Regions from separate parts of the Gossypium hirsutum genome. Here regions 2 and 3 are each linked to region 1. Evidence: chromatin contacts called from public Hi-C data. All regions are on one chromosome and are shown on one strand. The core of a region is the stretch at or near the end of the contact, and the rest is flanking DNA. Distances in the headings are between cores, read along the strand shown.

Region 1 (2,846 bases), core at 234-2,733:
TAAGTTAGTTACAAGTTTAGGGTTTAAACGTGCATATCATTAATATAAAACATATATTATAATAACATAGAACATAGTTATATATAGTGATGTATATCATTAATAATCTATCTTAATTATATAATATTGTTGTGTATATTATAATCTACTATAAAATTAGTTACAAGTTTAAGCTTTAGGTTGTATGTCATTAATAACAGAGTGCATATAGTGTCATAATTGTATAATAATTATTATACATTTATAATTTTCTTATATATAATAATAGATATATTATATGTAGTTTTTTTAAAAGGTAAATTCATTAATTCATTGAATGAATGGAATCATACAATTCAGAGAAAAAAAATAGCAAACACTCGTCGTAGATTGTGAATGACAAGCTCCATTAATACAATAAAGACTTTAACCTTAGCATCAATAGAACATTATGATACATTGATAATTGGTTTGTCACAACTCAAACAAGACATATCTGGAGTGGTTGCAAGTACTTAAATACGATAATGAAATTAGCCCCGGATGGTCCAAAACGGCGAGCAAAAATCGATAAAAGAATCAAACATTCACCAAACTAGAGAGGACGACAACAAAATCATCCCTAAAGTTACTTGTAAAACTAAAATTACATGCATAAGTAAGACTAAAATTACATGCATGTAGTTAAACGAGCATGCATTTTGTTTTTTTTTTTGTAATATGATATGTATTAAATAGAATTATATATATCATATTATAAAATATATTTACATTATAATTTTTAATTTTAATTATATAAAAAGATATTAATTTTTTTTTAAAAATAAGTCAACTAATTGAGATGATCAAATAACAAAAAGGATAAACACAAATTTAAAAATTTTAATGATCTTCTTATTGTTTGATTAGATTTGTGGAAACAAAATAATATAATTTAAGAGAAGCTATATGGAATTTAATGTAATAATATGTTAAATAAGATATTTTTTCTAATAAAAATTATTATATTTAATTTCATTATTAATTATTATATTTAATTTTAAAAAATATTTTATTATATTTTTATACATCATTTATTAATTTGTGTAAATTATAAACAACGCTTATGGCGAGTTATTAAAGCATGACATTATATATAGGAGATTTTGAGTTCAAACCTTATTAAAAGTATTTATTTTTCTACTAATAGATTTCGATCGAATACCCAAATCCGCAATTGTAGGAATGCGAATTCAGATAATGGAGAAGGTCTATTCGCATCTTCTAAATTCATAGTAACTATTTGGATATTTGAATCCGTAATCTGAATTATCACCTAATTGAATTCTTTGAAATAAAAAATAAGGAACTAAATTCTAAATGTAAAAAGAATATAGGGACTTTTGAGCAAATTTTATCCTTATATTTTTTACATCACCCTTAAAACAAATTTCATAAGATTTTTCTTAAAAATTTTATCAGGTTAAAAAAAAAAAATTTCCCGAATCGATATTAAAAACGGGAGTCACTCGTCCAAATTACAATCCCCAACTTCCTTTGTTTTCTCTCTCTATCTCTCTCTCGCTCTCGCTCTCTCTTTTCTTCTTTTTTTTTTTTATTTTCTTCCGATCTGAACCCCAACTGCGGCTTTCACAGCCTCGTCGATCTCCTCCATATTTTCCGATAATTTTTTTCTCATCTCGCGATCTCACGAAACCCTTAGGTTTCGATATCTCTCTCTTTCTATCTTATTATTTTTTTAATTTTAAATTAAGGACAAGGTTATTTCTGTTTTCTCTCTCTTTAGGGTTTCGTTAAGGGACGACCCCCCAGTTTCCCATCTTATCTCTGGCAAGTGGTTCCTTGTATTTTCTCACCTTTTTCGATTCTATATTTTGTTTACAATCTATAGTTTGCTTGTTTCCTTAGAAACAATGAGTTTGCTTGTTTCCTTAGAAACAATCATTGGACAAGAAAGGAAATGGTTCTCATAATATACGAAACCTACGGTTTCCATAATTTATGCGCTATCTGATTTAAGTTTATTTTTGTTGGGGCCGTGATTTGATCTTCTGGGGAACTAAAATAACTGGAAGCCTCTTTTGTTCGGTTTAACTTGTTTTTAGGCTTTAAATAATTTGTTTAGCTTTCTACGTCAAATAGTGATACATTACTGCATGTGATTGTTCTATTTTCTTTTTGTTTACCTATTTAATTTTCGGGTATAATAAAATGCAGTGAAGAACTTTTCTGATAATAGGGAGAGTAGGAAAATAAATTAAAGGTTTGTTGCAGACATAGCTACTAGCGATGTCAGTGAAGATGTTTATGTGACAGGTGTAGTGTTGAGAAATCAGGGTTTACTAACTACTGTGGGCAGGGATGAATTTTGAAACTTGACAAGTGTAATTTTGAGTAGAGTTATGTTCTAAAAGTGAAGAAAATGGGAAGCTATTGGACATGGATTCAATAATAAGTCTCTTTTGGAAGTGTATATACTTTCTCAACTGATACTTGGAATTTGTTGGATGTTTGGTTTCTTTTGAGTTTTACTGATGGAGCAGTGTTTAGGGAGAAGATAGATGCAAAACCAACAATTTCCCCTCCTTTTTTGATCGTTGAAAGATTATTTGCTTTGGTGGTTTTACATGAGAATATTGTAGTTCACATGCGGAGTTAAAATGTTGGAAATGCCCATTGAAGATAATTAGGATAGACTATGAAGCATAACATATTTGCCGTGGGTTCTTAGAGTCAAAGATTATGATTTGGTTTTATGATCATCAATCTTTAGGTTTGAGGTGTTTGCTTGGCTGTAAATCTTTAAATTTTTGAAAATCTTTTTGCGAAGTTTTTAAATTTGGTTTCTTGTGAGTACTAGTACTGCC
Region 2 (2,846 bases), core at 111-2,610, 190 kb after region 1:
CACTAAAAATTACATTCACTATTAGTATATGATGACGCATATTTTGTCATAACGTTTGTCACATTAGGTGTATCACTAAAGGTTAATGGTTTCGTATCATTATGCATCACGTATTATCAATAATATGGTGGCCACAATTGCAATGTCGTCGTATAATTAATAGTTAGGGACAATTAATTGTGTCACATAATGATATAAAATTTGTCATTAATCATCTATATTGTCACTAATAATAAAATAACATTCAATATATAGGTGACAAATAGACTTGATAATGGGTCGGGCCAATGCAAAATTTTAGACTCCATCTTTTAGGCTCGAGCTCGACTCGACCAGAAAATGGGCTTAAAATTCTACCCAAGCCCAACTCAAATTAAAATTGCTAAACCCGAGCCCAACTCGGCTAGTCCGTATTAACTTTTTTAATTTTATATAAAAACAAACTTAAAAATAAATGTTTTTAAAAAGTCTTTATACTTAAAAGTAACATTAAGATAGTTGTAACTTAGCAAACAAATGCCTCTAAAATAGTGGCAAATTAATAATAAAACAAGAGTTATACAATATCCAAACAATAACAATAAAATAGTAACAATATAATAGTAAAACTGTAGTAAGACAATAGCGAAATAGTAGCAAAGCAGTAGCGAAACAACAATAAAACAACTGATTCGAGTCGAACGGGCCGAGCTCAAGCCAAAAAATCCTACTTGAGGCTCAAGCCGTTTTCTCATTTTTTGTTCAAGCCCATTTTTTAAACTTATACTTTTACTCCAAATCCTCTCACTTTTGAGTCGAGATGTATAAATAATTTTATCAAATGATATACACATTTGTCATTTACTAATCAAGTTGTCACCAATAATGTCATTTACTAATCAAGTTGTCACCGATAATGTAACTTTCAATATATAATTGCCACATTGTTAGTGAGGTACCACGTCATCATCTAATATGATTAAATAATAACAAGAATGACGTTAATACACAAATATGCTATAGAGCAAATTTTGTCCAGTAAATTCAAATATTCAATTTTAAATTATAAATCAATGTTAATTTAGACTAATTATAAATCAATGTTTAATTTGAAGGCTTTGATTGACTTTAGACCCATTTTCCCTAATTGAGCTATATTCCTTTTATTTTTTATGCTAATTAAAATTTTTGGGCTTTCGGCCATTAATGTAGATTTTTATAATTTTATAATATTGTACTTAATTACAACAATTCAAAAAAGATAAATTACAAAATTTCAAGGAAAAAATACAGAAAAAGCCAAAATAATTTAAAAAACAAAAAATGTATTTACAAAGCCTCATAGTTTTGTAAATGTTACAACTTGGTCCATTGGACCCATGTCCGGCCAGAGTCGCCCTACCCTTCACTGCACTGCCACCAATCCCATCCACGTCTCCAACCATACCCCTGCCATCATCACCGAGTGCTTCCTTCACTAACTCCATCAGCTTCCCACGACAATTGATGATTATAAACAGTTGCAAAGATCAGGAAAAAAATAGAGGTTAGCTGCCAAGATTAAAAAAAAATGAGGTTAGCTGCAGTTCTCAATTTCAGATTTCCCAAAGCTAGCCTGACATCATTCCTCCGCCATTAATCACTGACACTCCCTCTGGGCTCCCTCCGCCCCGTCTCAACTTTTTTCCACCATTTCTCAGACCACTATCTTCCCCCCTCCCCCGGCGCAACACCATCTTTTTTTAGGCATCCCTCAGAACCTTTCGGCTAACCCACAAATGGAAGCAACGAACAATACCAAGGTTTCTTGCTTCCGAAACGAAAGGGAAGCTATGAGCAAAATCAATCATCAAAATCAGCAATATATAGAAGAATAAAAAATAAAAAAAGGAAAAGGAAAATGGGAAGAGAAAATCCATTTCGAGTTGTTATGTTCTCGGAGCTACGGTGGTTCACTCGCCAATCGAACGGTGAGAAGGTGGCCACTGATGAGGAGGTGCACATACCTCGAAGCCATGTTGATCGGACGGAGAATGGCTGCGACCGGGACCAAGAAATTTTGAACTAAGATTTATTTTTTTTGTTATTTTTCGGTCAGCTTCTCGAGAATCCAAACCAAAGGACGAAGAAAGGGTGAGGAGAGCTTCATTTAAATGAGAGGACGATCGGTGCCTGCAAGCGGAGGTGGAGCAAATAGTGGACGGCGGCTAGTTTTTGAAGAAGTGGAAGGGAGAAAGAAAAAGGAAAATGAAAAGAAAAAAGAAAAAAAGGGAATGAAAGACTTAAAAAAAGGAAAAATAAAAAGTGGTGGGCCGACTTATTAAAGAAAAGAAGTAACATTTTTTTTGGTTATTTGTTCACGGGAAGAAGAGGAAAAGGTAGAATTTCATACCAGATCCCTGATCGCTCTGGTTAATTGCGATTCAGTCCCTATGTTTATAGTTTAATGTGATTTGTCCCAAATTACTCAAGGTGCCAAGTGATCTTTGAAACTATCAAACTCGAAAGAGATCAAAAGGAAAAAAAATAGGAGAAAGATGGATGCAGATTCAATAACATACGTGGATGACTGGATATACAGTTGTAGGAAACTCCATTTTTTGGGTATAAGTCTCTAACCTTGTTATGCAAAATTTATTTAAATGCTTAATTGTGCATGATTTATTTTACTTTGATTTTGGAAAGGCCGACGACATAACCCGTGCTGGTGATCTCATTGAAATCTTAGAATCATAAAATTAGGATATTTAATAGCAATTTTTATACATCATTTTTAGAAAATAAAATAAGACGATTATAAATTATGGGGTCCTATTCATGGTACATTCTCGTATTCCATCCTGTTTTTCTATATTGGAGTGTAGGTC
Region 3 (2,846 bases), core at 160-2,659, 170 kb after region 1:
TCATGGAAGCATCGATGACTGATAGCTTGTTGCAGTTCCCAAGCTCGGGAGGAATGATACCTACCAAGTTGTTCTGCCACAGCAACAGGTTTTCAAGGTTTCTCAAATTGCCAAGGCTGCTGGGTATTGATCCAGCCAGGGAGTTTTCATACAAGTAAATGTTCTGAAGGCCGGTGCAGTCCCCGATTTCTGGGGGGATTTGGCCTGACAGATAAGCGGTGTAGATTGCGATGGTTTGAAGCTTCTTGAGGAGGCCTAAAGTTGGAGGGAGGAAACCCGAGATGCTTGTTTCAGCTAGGCCTAACATCACCAAACTGGTGCAGTTGCCTATTGCTGGTGGTAGAGGGCCTTCAAGCTCCTTGTTCCCACCGGCTCTGATCATTTCAAGATTTTTTAATTTGCCTATGGTGCTGGGAATTCCACCGCTTAGTTGATTATCGTATAGGATGAGCCATTTCAAACTTGTGAGATTCCCAATTTCGATTGGGATGGAGCCCTTGAGTTGGTTTGAGTTGAGATGGAGTTGTTGAAGCCTATACAAACCGCAGAGCTCACTTGGGATTTCACCACTGAACACATTTTCACTCAAATCCAAGTGGGTCAACTGGGTGAGAGTGCTTATCTCTTTTGGGACTGGACCAGTAAGGTTTGCTCCAGAGAGGACAAGCTTATTCAAAGTTAACAAAGAGGTGAAATTAGCCGGAAGTTGTCCAAATAAATCCACATACCTCAATTCCAGTTCCACAACCTGGTTGTTAAAATTGCAGACGATGCCTAACCAGTTGCATGGGGTGACATCCCCTGCATCCCAATTGCTTAAGGCCTGCGGTGATCCATTGAAACTGGCTTTCCAAGAGATAAGAGCTTCACCTTGTTGGTTAACAGCGAAAGCAGCGTAAGGGGAGCGAATTAGAACGAAGAAGAAAGAGAGGAGAAGGGAGGATAAGAGGGTCCATGGATTCCCAGGCATTACAAAAGAGAGGAAGGGTAGAGGGTAAGGAGGGAGAGACAATAGAAGAACCCCCAAATCATGTCTTGTGGTGGGTGGGTGGGCTATTGTAATTTTGTGTATAAACTAATAGAAAAGACCCAGAATCTCCGGATCCAAGAAACAGCTAGGCCATGATGTTTGTGCAGTGCAGAGAGAAAATGGAATTTTAGATGGGTGTGTGATGCATTTGTTTATGGTGGAGATGAGGTCAGGTGGGGAGGGGGGAAACGGGGGATATCTGTTTTTTCCTTTTTAGTTTCAAATTGAATGGTTGAGTGGGTGGCTTTTTGTCTGCAATTCTTTAGTGTTCAAAAACTCCCTACTTTCCATCTTTTTTGTTGGCCTTGTGCAATTATAATATCACTCTTCTACATGCCATTAACTAAGGGATACCAAACAAATCTTAAAAAGTAATCGTAATCACACCTACAATACTGGGATACATCATTTTAATGCCAAATCCATACTTGCCCCCTTCAGAGTATTGTATTCTGTCTCTTTTATTTAAAAAAAGTATATTAGTATAAGAACTAATTTGTCTAATTTTTTAATAGAGAATCAAAATATAATCTAACTCTTAATTATTTTTATATTTTTTGAGATTTTAATTCATCTTCATCAATTAGAACTAACCCTTCACTTTAGGAGAAATTGTAGGTGAATATATTTATTTTATTTATTTAAAAAGTGATTTGATGAATCAATTGAATTGGATTTGAGATTTTAGTTTACATAATTAAATCTTAAAATTTAAAAAAAAAGGTGAAAAGTGAAAAATTATAATAATAATAATTATAATAAAGTGAAAAGTGAAAAAACTGGAAGAAGAGAAGTGCTTTACCTGAAGCAATTCAGATGATGTTCTTACTCATTTTCTTAGACACACACATGTTAGGTAAATGAATGAAAATGTGTCTGCCTTTCTTTCCAGTGTTTTCATAACTTTTTCTTTCTTCCAAATTGTAAATTTAAAACACTGCAAGTAAATTAAATTTTATTAATGGTTTGATTTTACAATATTTTCATAATTTATATCAAATGTAGCTTAAACTAACTTTTCAACTAAAAAACATTGAATAACTAAAATGTTATTTATGCGAAACATATCCAATTAATCTAATATTAAAAAAGTTTTATAGATTACCATAAACATAAATTTTAATATTTAAATAAAAAATTCAATAATATTATAAAATAAATAAAAAGAGAGTAAAGAACAAAAAAAATGAGAAAATAGAAAGATAGCGTATTTTATTGATCAATTTTAATATTTACAAAATTTCTCCAAAATTTCTATTTATAGATATAAGAAGTATAAATGAAATAGAGATCTATTTCTAATGACTATTAGAATTTAAAATACATAAAAACTTATCTGGATATTAATGGACAAATAAAATATTCATAACAAATAAAAAATAATCAAATATTATAATATTTATTAAAATAAAAAGGTAAACAGTAAAAATATTAAGGCAATGTAATAAAATTTTATACAAATTTCTATATAGGTTATGATTTTATTCTACCATGTTTACTTAACTTTATTGTTTAAAGTAGAGTAAAAATAAATATTAACAATAAAATAAATTAATTTAACTTATATAAAATAAAGGATAAATTATAAAAATAGTCACTTTTGTTTTTGCCTCAGATTATATTTTAGTCATTTATGTTTGAAATGTTACATTTTAGTCACTTACGTTATCGTTTTGTTACGAAGTGATCACTCTACCATTAAGCTTCATTACTTCCCTAACAGTGGTCCTACGTGACAATCCAAAAGGGTTTTAAATGCCAACTTGGATGTCCTACGTTACAGTCCAAATTAATTTTATTTAATTGAAAACATATT

The links. Hi-C and Micro-C count contacts between places; a contact is called where the count stands out from the background.
Region 2: a contact with region 1 is called in a Hi-C map of leaf, with 2.4 times the contacts expected there. The contact joins the enhancer-like site here to the promoter of LOC121220099 in region 1. A contact is called at or near these places in 3 of 34 Hi-C or Micro-C datasets (hypocotyl and leaf).
Region 3: a contact with region 1 is called in a Hi-C map of leaf, with 1.9 times the contacts expected there. The contact joins the promoter of LOC107896894 here to the promoter of LOC121220099 in region 1.

Annotation. Positions count from the first base shown.
Region 1 is chrA03:43,983,982-43,986,827 of Gossypium_hirsutum_v2.1, forward strand. It overlaps LOC121220099 (protein MODIFIER OF SNC1 1), which reads left to right and starts at 1,484. Exons shown (of 11, transcript XR_005917268.1): 1 at 1,484-1,809.
Region 2 is chrA03:44,175,276-44,178,121 of Gossypium_hirsutum_v2.1, forward strand. No RefSeq gene overlaps it. Among protein-coding and RNA genes, the nearest start is that of LOC107896894, 25 kb to the left of the region's middle. Within about 2 kb of position 1,361, at least 7 of the 9 cell types and tissues checked have an H3K27ac peak or open chromatin away from gene starts, as enhancers often do. A contact at or near this core is called in leaf, where this site is marked.
Region 3 is chrA03:44,150,326-44,153,171 of Gossypium_hirsutum_v2.1, forward strand. LOC107896894 (leucine-rich repeat receptor-like serine/threonine-protein kinase RGI4) reads right to left here and starts at 1,410. Exons shown (of 2, transcript XM_016822193.2): 1 at 1-1,410. The coding sequence starts at 970.